Regions from separate parts of the Sus scrofa genome. Here region 2 is linked to region 1. A link is a contact called in public HiChIP or PLAC-seq data. All regions are on one chromosome and are shown on one strand. Each heading gives the region's core, a stretch centred on a gene start, on an enhancer-like site or on the middle of the called end of the contact. The rest is flanking DNA. Distances are from core to core; before and after follow the strand shown.

The links. HiChIP or PLAC-seq counts read pairs in DNA pulled down with a chosen protein or histone mark.
Region 2: a contact with region 1 is called in an H3K27ac HiChIP or PLAC-seq map of alveolar macrophages. The contact joins two enhancer-like sites. A contact is called at or near these places in 1 of 47 Hi-C or Micro-C datasets (liver) and 1 of 2 datasets of contacts at active chromatin or transcription factors (alveolar macrophages).

The regions. Positions count from the first base shown.
Region 1 is chr4:39,636,597-39,641,543 of Sscrofa11.1, forward strand. The region is part of intron 4 of CPQ (carboxypeptidase Q); the gene reads right to left. Among named protein-coding and RNA genes, the nearest start is that of CPQ, 220 kb to the right of the region's middle. Within about 2 kb of position 3,060, at least 2 of the 83 cell types and tissues checked have an H3K27ac peak or open chromatin away from gene starts, as enhancers often do. A contact at or near this core is called in alveolar macrophages, where this site is marked.
Region 2 is chr4:39,923,031-39,927,977 of Sscrofa11.1, forward strand. No RefSeq gene overlaps it. Among named protein-coding and RNA genes, the nearest start is that of CPQ, 70 kb to the left of the region's middle. Within about 2 kb of position 2,066, at least 3 of the 83 cell types and tissues checked have an H3K27ac peak or open chromatin away from gene starts, as enhancers often do. A contact at or near this core is called in alveolar macrophages, where this site is marked.

The DNA of each region.
Region 1 (4,947 bases), core at 1,810-4,309:
GCTGAAAAAACATGGATCTGCCACAGGTCTTAAGGTAAAGCCAGACACGACACAACTTGCCCCTGGAGGAAGAACATGTCTGAATAAAAAATGAGAAATCCTCCTCTAAAGATCATGAAAGGGAGCCACAAATGCCTCCTGACTATAAACCTACTTGTAGAAGTAAGAAAAAAAGGGGGAAAAGCAAGCAAATTCTTAGTTTCCAATTCTTCCACTGTTCTATGTATTTGCATCTCTAGATACAATCATAAAAAGTCCAGGCCAAATTCTGTTCATAAAAAAAAGGCAAACAACCATTGACACATTAAAATTCAAATTAGGAAAAATAAAATTTAATGCTGGGGAAAACATGTTTTTCCTAAGACTTGAAACAAGCTGATTTATTGTTCCAGAAGCAGACATATTATTTCCTCAAATATTGAGGTGATTTCAACAGAACACCTTTCCCAGGGCTTAAGTCACCCTCCTTGTGTTCACAAAATAACTGTAGAGGAATGGCATCCAAAATGGGAGCAGGAAAGAGTTTGCGGAATGTTTTAAGATAAAAAAAAAAAAATTCCTTCTGGAAGTAAATAAATCCTCCCAAATTCTGATGTTATTGGCGGTCATAGAAAAACCTGGCAGAGAGAGCTTGTAGCAAACATTCCCAATAGTACTACATTCATCTTAATAAAATAGGCTCAGCTGATGCAGCTATGCAGTTATATGTTGGGTAAAGTTTGCACTTGGGTGGGTGTAAATGCTCTTCAGGGAATAATATAAGAATAACCTCTACCATGACAGGTAAGGAACCATTCTATGGTTCTATTTGTCCATGTTCCAGCCAATGCAAGATTCCAAAGACAGGCTCAAAAATCTAGAGTGAACATAAATCCAAGGCCAGTTGTACTCAGTTCCATGAAGTGTACTCAGCAAGGATTCCTCGATGCTTCTTCAGTTCTGGGGACACCAGTAACGCCCCCGAGTAACGTTTCCCAAAGCACACTCCACAGAGAAGACATGCCCACCACATGTTTTTTTTTTTTTGATGAATAAAGAAATGGGAGTTTCCCAAACTTATGTGACTGCAGGGGAAGGTCCTTTCTAACGGGATCTCCTTTCCAGATCTGGACCAGTCCTAGTTGGCTTCAGGCTCCAGCAACCTCTAGCTCTACCGTTTAGGTGTTCATTTTTTAGAAGCTTTTCCTTTCCCTCACCCAGTTATTCTGGGTTAGACCTCCTGAGACATTTCCAAGGGAGGCTTGACCAGGGCCTGGGAGAAGAAAATACTCTTCCTGGATAAACCCCCACCTCCAAGAGGGAACCCACTGTATTAGAAATGCCTACAGAAAGCTCTAACTACACCAAAGACTAACTACACCATGGCTTCAGCTGTGTCCCCTGATTACTTCTGGGCCTGGAGGGCTTGGTGACTCCTGTGTGATTCTTCCTACTTACCTCTGCTTATCGTTCCTATTAACAGAGTGTTAATGGCGATGGCAACAGCAAGAATCTCTTTTTTGTCTTTCAGGGTTTTTTTTTTTTTTTTTCTATTTACCAAAGTAACATGTTTGTTACACAAAAATCGAATGTTATATAAGTATATCCAGTAAAAAGAGTATCTCCTGCCATTCTGCAAATGCTCCATTCCCCCCAAAATCCCAAGCCTGTTTCTGTCAACTGTTTCCTCCTCATTTTTAATGACGTGCAAGACAGGAAGCGCTATACTCTGCTGGGAATTCTTCACTGCGCCCCCTTTCCATCAAGGATTTCTATTTATCTTTATAAAAGAAAGCTCAAAGATCACCTTCACGAAGGTGCCCTGACTCAGCCAAGCCTCACCGCTCCCTTCCTTCATGAGCTGCCCAAAGTAATCTGCACACACTTCAATTAAAGAGCTGATAACAATTTCACTGCAATTTTTGAATTAAACATCTCTCCCACTTCAAAGACTTCAAGGACTATGTCTCCTTCCTCTTTGTTACAAAGTACCTGGCACACTTGACATGCAATCAGTACACAGTTAATATTTGTTGAGTGAACAAGTGAAGAAATATATAAATAAAATATTTTTCTAACACGTAGATTTTCAAGCTTTATAAAAATTACAGTCAAGATGCTTATATTTAATGCTTCTCTAAAAAGATGTTTCACATATATCTCACATTGCAACGACCATGTAGTACTGCTAATTCTAATTTTTGCCCCTTGTGTAGGCTTGAAAACTTAAAATTCCAACTTCACAGAAAATGGTAAAGTTGGAAGAATTTTGGGATGGATGGTGGTTTATTATTTATGTGCCAAATGCACATTTTGAAGCATAACATCTTTGGCCATAGGCTTTGTCCACTGACACCAGAACATTCCATGAAATGACATTTCAAATAAACAGTTTCATGTCCAGTAAACCACAAACACAAAAAAGCATTCAACAGCATTTCACAGCAAATAGCCTTCTGTTGACAGTTACTTAGGAATGACTGATTTTATTTGCAAAGCACAGATACCTCTTCTGTTAGATTAACTGAATATGGTTTTAGCTGATGGCTTGGGCAAAAGAGTGAATCTACAATGAGTAGTGAAAGAAGTGAACAAAGGGGAAGAGACGTGAAGGATGACTCTTAGAACAATATTCCTAAATATCAGAAAGTCCCACTGGACCAACACTTCAAATTAACAAGCCCCACTGAGGGACTTTGACATGCATTCTGCATGACATATTGTCCAAGGAACAGCAGCCAAAAGGAGTCTCACTTTTCTTGGAAAAATAGATTGCCATAGAGAGTTCATATGTCACCAACCAAATAGTTTGGGCTCAATGTAATTAAGTAATATAATTATGAACCCATTTTGTGGCCTCTAGCCCAAAGTCCTATTTCTTACTCAAGTATGTCAGAAGTTTCATCTAGAATGCATATGTCTATGTCAGATCTAGTTTTTCATATTAAAACACATGGACAATCTACAAAAAGAACTTGACAATCTAATTCTAATTTTAAAATTAAAGAGTAAGACTTAGTGAGTGCAATCGCAGGATATGAGGTATCTCGTGGGTTCTGTGCATTCAGCGTAAGTAGGAAGTGGAAGCAGGAAGTGTGCACTTAGCGAGTAGGAAGTGGAAGCAGGAAGTGACCAGGAGAAATTCAGACTCTTACAAATTTAGTATGAAAGTGGAAAACAAGTGAAGGAGGTCAGTGGATTTCCATCATACAAGGGGTGGTGACTTAAATAATAAAGGGAAAGGATATATAGGGATATCATAGCAGCTGGCCCTGGAGTTATATCAGTACAACTAATACATTGAGTTAGAAGGCAAAGCAATCACTAAGTGGGTGGGAGTTAAAAATATAGATGTATTATATATATAATATATATTATATACACACATTTCATATATATACATACATATATAATACATATAATCCTCTCCTACATAAAAAATATGGTACTGTCAGAGTCATGCTTAGTAAATGACAAAAGTTAAAATTTATGGAGTATTAGGATTGGGTTAGGCACTGTTTTAATTATTAAGGGAATTGATTATTTAATTTTCAAATCAACATTATGAGATAGGAACTATTATTACCTCCAATTCACAGATGAGAAAACAGCCACAAAAAGGCAAAGTAACCTGCTTAAGACCACCTGCTACTAAATTGCAGAGCTGGGATTTGAACCCAGACAGTCTGGTTTCAGAGGTTTTGTTTTGCTTTTTTTTTTTTTTACAGTATGCCATGCTGCCTCTTAACACCTACTCAAAAGAAATATTCCTCTTTATTTTAGAGTTTTATTCATGTTTATATAGCTTTTCAGAACGCTATCGGAGAGTTAAGCCCTGAATTGATGGAGACAGATTACTAGCTATCAAAAGCAACTGAAGTCAATGTACTTTCAGAGCTGGAAAAAGATACTCAATTCACCTTTGCATGCTGTTTGACATTTACTCATGCAATTGAATTCAACTCAATTAACAGTGATTTAGGGTCCCATGCTGAGTACTAAAGAAGTAAGATTCCAAGCCTAGAGAGGCACAATTTTTATTCCAATCTAGAGTGGATAAAATACTCTGGAAGCTAGCAGTTGAACAGAAATGGAGAAAACAAAGTCCAGGGAGTTCAAATGACCTTCCAGGGGCCAAAAAAGTAATTTGTGGCATAGAATGACCTAAAAATCCCACTGAGATGGGTCCAGCTCTCCTTTTACACTACCACTCTGCCTGCAGTCAAGCTGGTGGGAACCCATTAAAATAAAATTAACTTTCAAATAAATATCTGTGTCCTAGGAAGAGGAAAATGGTACCTGCCTGCTTCATCTCTAGGGCCCACTTCATTCTGGAATGAAGTTATGACAGAGAGAACAGATAGCCACAGGAATACTTTTTTTAAAGGGAGAGGAGGAAAGAATTCACATACAGAGTCTCCCAGATCTTCCCTGAAGGACTGAGTGTTTTTCGGTTTTATTTGGTGGACAATGGCTCTCGTGCAAACCTTACCCAATTCTACAAGCAGACTTGTTATCATGCCTTTAGTAATAACTATGTGTGTAGGTACATATGTACGTCTCCAACTATATTCTCAGTCTAAGGGCCTGAAGAACAGAGGACATGCTTCTGTACACCCAGCTTTTAAAAGCGCTTTCAAATAGTAGCTGTTCAGTATGGTACTGATGCTAAACTTGCAAGGATAGACAAGGTAAGGCTTCCCATTAGTTTGTCTTATTTTCTTACAAAGTGACCCTAAATTCAGGTTTCTCCGAGATTTTTCTTAGTTTGCTTTTGTGGGGCAATTTTACATGCTACCCTCTCCACCCACCACCTGCCAGGGGACATTCGGTAATGTCTGGAGACATTTTTGGTTGTCACAACCGGGAGGGGGCGGGGGAATGGTGCTCCTGGCATCTAGTAGGTACAGGTCATGGATGCTGCTAAACAGCTTCCAATGCAAGGGACAGATTTCACAACAAAGGATT
Region 2 (4,947 bases), core at 816-3,315, 290 kb after region 1:
GTCATTCAGTATTTTCTTAAAGACACATTCCTCATTCCCTACACTAAATCAAATCTCTAGGAAAACACTTCATAGCATTACCACAACTATAACATACATAAGAACAAACATTTCTTAAACACCTACCTTTAGACCAAAGGTAGGTCTAAGTGATGAAGATTCACCAACAGAAAAAACAAAAGCTCTCTTGGACTACATACTTATATGAAGAGAGACAGAAAATAAGCAAACAGACCCCCCCCCAAAAGCAAGGTAATTTCAGATAATGTTTTGGGGACAATAAAACGTGCTGTGATAGAGTGGCTGGGTTTGGAACAAGCCCAAAGGAGACAGTACCGTGCTCATTCCATATCCCACAGTGTGCATATGCCAAAATTTTTAAAAATGAAAAGCCAACAATGACAACAACAAACCAAAGTGCTCTTGATAAGTCAAGAGGGCACTCTTACCCAAGATGAATACACCTTAATCATATCAGATGGGACTAAGGGAATAAACAATCTGTATAGCAAACTATAAAATACCACTCAGAAAATCTCAATAGCCAGTGCTCACTAAGTAGTTCATGATCAACTAGAAGGCAACTTAAAGGTTTTCTGACTTACTTAAAAAGAAAGGAGATATTGACACCCAGGTCCAGTCATGTTTTTCTTAAGAATACGAGCTTGGGTTATCTTAGAGATATGAAGCATTCATTTATTCACTCATTCATTCAATAAGCATTTAATGAGCACCAACCACTTGCCCAGGCGCCATGTACGATGCTGTGTATGAGATCTTAAGAACTGAGAAAACAAAACCTGTACAGTGGCAGTGTTCAGCAAATTGACCACACTTCTCAGAGAGATGGCTGTACATCTAGCCAAACTTAGATGGCAAGGAGATATTTATATCATCTTTGCCAGAAAAAGATATATAATCAGGACTCATTATTCACAGCAGTTGCTTTATTCTATAAAGTCCCCATAAACACTAAACTATAGAATACTGAACCATGGCTCCTAAGGAAATACAAGGCTAGATTCCTGTGAACCTCTGGTTACAACATTTTTGTCTACTTATCAATACATAACCTTATTTTATATGTGTTCCTTTTAAAGACACCGTATTTAACATCTATTGATTCCTTAACATTGAACTTACTGACAACAGCATTATAACTCAAAGGCCTGAACAGAGCTTATCTAACACATGCTACTTTCCAATAAGGTACATCAGGGCCTTCCTGTGCTTAGCAACACTGGGCAGCACTTCAGCACTGCACCTGAGGACCGTTTTAAACAGTGTCATCACCCCCCAAAAAGCACCAAGATGTGAAAAATGTGGCACAAATAGATCACCACAAAAAAAAAGACACTTGTTTACAGTATGAGTGAAGAGAGAAGGAAAGGGAAAGGAGGGGAAGGAAAAAGAGAAGAAAGGAAAGGGAGAGAGAAGAAAAGAAAAGGAAGGAAAAGAAAAAAGACGAGTAAAAGAAAAAGAAGTAGGTCCTGCTGTGGTGCAGTGGGTTAAGAATCCAACTACATCAGCTTGGGTCCCTGGGGAGCCACGGGTTTGATCTCAGCCAGCACAGTGGGTAAAGGATCCAGCATTGCCACAGCTGTGGCGAAAAGAAAAAGAAGAAAAAGAAAATGAAGATATAATTCCTGGCTGTACCACTTACTAGCTGTGTGATCTTAAAAAAAAAAAAATTACTTCATGGCTCCATATCTGTTTCCCCTTCTCTGAAATGATGATAATTATACTACCTACCTCTAGGTGTGGAGTGAAGATGAAGAGTTAACACAAATAAAGCGTTTGGTGCAATGCCTGACACACAGGAAGCAGTATTTAAAGTGTTAGCTATCAAAATAAATTCATAAACACAAAGTACTGGGACATCATCACTCTTTCAGTAAAAATGTGTGATGGGTCCTCAGTAGCTGCAGCTCTCAGCCACCTCCCTCCCTCTTCTCCCCTTCCCTCCCCATCCTTTTTCTTCTTCCTCATCACTTCCTTCCCGCCTGTGCCACACACCCCCCTGGAGGCCCACACAGCGTGTTGAAAGCTCCTCCGCCCACAATAAGTCTGCTGACCAGAGGCCAAGTTTATTCTACAGGCAAGTAGCTCTCATTCCAGAATGAAGACAGCACTTCCTTCAAGCACAGACTGGACAGCTTCTGGAAGGAGCACCCTTCTCTACCGTATACCCAACACTGGCTGCCAAGGACAAACCGACCATCCACAGGCAGAAGGAGCCTTCTTGTTAACTCCGCGGCTCTGCAACTGCCCCTTCTCATGCCAGCAAGGAAGTAGAGCATCACCTTCTTGCCAGCATTACTTCGGTTTTCAGTGGGTCACCAGGGAAGCAAGGTTCCAAAGTAAAGAGAGATGAGGAACCCCATGAGAATGATAACGTCAAGGCGGAGGCCTTCTCCAAGCAAAGCTCCCACATGCATGTCTGAGCTTGGAGGATGTGGCAAGGAAGGCTGGGCCAGGGCCAACAAAAGTAGGAGGGAAGAGATACAATGGCCATCACACAAACAAAAGTTCCTTGGGTGGGGGACAAGGAAGGGTCGGGAGAGAGACACTCAAGCCAGCCCCGAGCTGGCAACATGAAAACCCCTTCCTGCCAAGGTTGCCAAGGATGCACTCCCAAGGCCAAGAGTATGTCATTCAGAGGTCTTCCCAGTGAAGCGTGTGTGGCGCATTCAGAGGCTGGCAGAAACCCTGCCTCAGATCTCCTCTTTGGAGCGTCCTCATCTTTCTGATCAAGACAAGAGGCCCTTTTTCACGGTCTTCATCATATTAGATTCCAGTTAGACACATCTAAACTTCCAAATTGAGCAGAAGAATGCTTTGAAAATCTACTGCCTTCACTGAAAAGGAGAGCTTGGGATTCAGAAAACATCAAATACTTAGCAAATTCGATACGTCCAACTACTGCAAATGACATCCGACAGCTACTCTGGCCATTAGTCCTTGACTTACCACATCTGTCTAGCGTTATAGTAATCGTTCATTCTCCCTTTCAAGGAGCTATGCTGCAGCCATCACATTAGACACGTCCCAGAACGGATTGCACTTAATCTTGCCCCAAATCTCGGAAAGGCTGTTGTTACAAACTATCCCCATTTCACAGTTAAGGAAACTGTGCAAAAAGTAATTTGCCAAAAATCATGTGCAAAGAATGTGGCTGAGCAAGGACCCAAAACCCAAGTCAGCCTGACTTTAATATCCATAGCCTTCCTACTGCATTGCACATAACCAGGCAATTGCCATGGTCTGCACTCTAGGGAACACACACTTGAAATGGTTTTATTTTCTCTCATCCCTCCTGCCTCTTGGGCTACAAGGCATCATATCTTTCAGCCCCTTAATAACATCTGGGCAGATTCTACAACTTCCTGATCACTTTCAGTTATTGAAAGAATATCATTCCAGTTTTTAAGACTCAAAACCTATTTATTTTTTAGAGTCCTGTTTCTCATGCAGTTTAGAGCTCTCCTTCCATTTCCCCAGGGCCAGCCCCACCTCAGGTCGGGGCTTAGAGAGGGAGGGACCCTGGTCTCCTTTCCTCCCCTCCCCACCCTACAGGTAGAGAGGTGCTCGGCGTCCCGGGGACCTCCCCCCACTTCCCACTCCAGGCTTCAGTGGCCAGTGTTTGGAGGGGGAAGTGGGGAATCTGTGAGTTGGCAGGGCTTGACTTCTCAGGCCGGCTGCCTGTGAGGGGCAGGCAGCTATGCTATGTGAGTCTGGCTCACTGTCCACTCTGCGGGATCCAGTTCTCTCTGCTGCTGGTAGTCTTCACTCATTTGGCAGTTTCTGCCCAGGAGGCGCATGTGGTCTACTTGGAGAGACGCCTTGCTTCTCCTCATCTCTATCCATGACTGGGGATGCTCTCAGAGAGCGGGACAGCTGTGTTTCCAGGTTGTCTCTGCCAGCATCCATGCCCCAACCACCTGGCCCATCCTTAAGGACATGTCACTTGATTGTCCCCAAACTCATGCCTCCCATTCTGCATTCTGTGCTTCTTCTGAGGAGCCACAGGAACCATGAAAATCCTCTTCTGAGCCTTCCAGGTGGGGTGGAGGATTTCCTCTGCCTTCTTAGACACCTTACCCTGTCACCTCTTCTCTAAGAGCTCTGGTAGACCACAAAAGTCAGGCAAGAAGCAGCCACCCATTTCCAAGTTCACATATGCCCCTAACTTCGGGGACCCATGTCAGTCAACCACCTTTCTTCTCCACACTTAGCTCCACTCCACGCTAACGACAGCACCAAGCAGGGCCTCTGCTGCACCACCTCATCCACCATCTCACCAGGAATGAGAAGCCAGTCTCCTGTGACATCCCGAGGCCCTCGTCCAGGGGGCTACCTTTCACAGCGCTTTGGGGTAAGCAGGAAGGTCCCAGAGAAACACTATAACATTTGGACATTTGGTCAACAGCTCACTACTGTAACAATGGCTTCTTTTCCTCTCTCCCCCCATCTTCTTCTGTCATCTGGGAGGGGATGGAGGAGGCGTGGGATGATTGTTCAGAACAGTAACAACAGCTTGCCCCCCGCCCCCCTTACTGAGCCCTGCAGAAAGTATCTGACCCCAGTGACTGGCATATCACTTTCAAACAAAGAGTGCTGGATACCTGAGCCCCAGTTACCAATTTCAAGGTAATAGGAAAAGAGACACTCAATGCACTGCAACATCAATTCTGTCCAATTGTCCCATAAGTACCATGCCTTTCAAATTCTGGTTGAACTTGGTGGAGTACAAACATGAAGTTGTGATTCAGATTATTTCAAAAGATGTCAAAAGTCGAGTACCTCCATGAAAGCTGTATTTTAATGTTGTCAGTTTGTCAATGGAGTCAGAAGAACATCACACGAATTGAAACTGAGGAAGAGAAATGTGCCTACTGTCTATCATAAGTGGTAGTTTCAAATAAAAGCCCGCCATCAAAAAGCCAA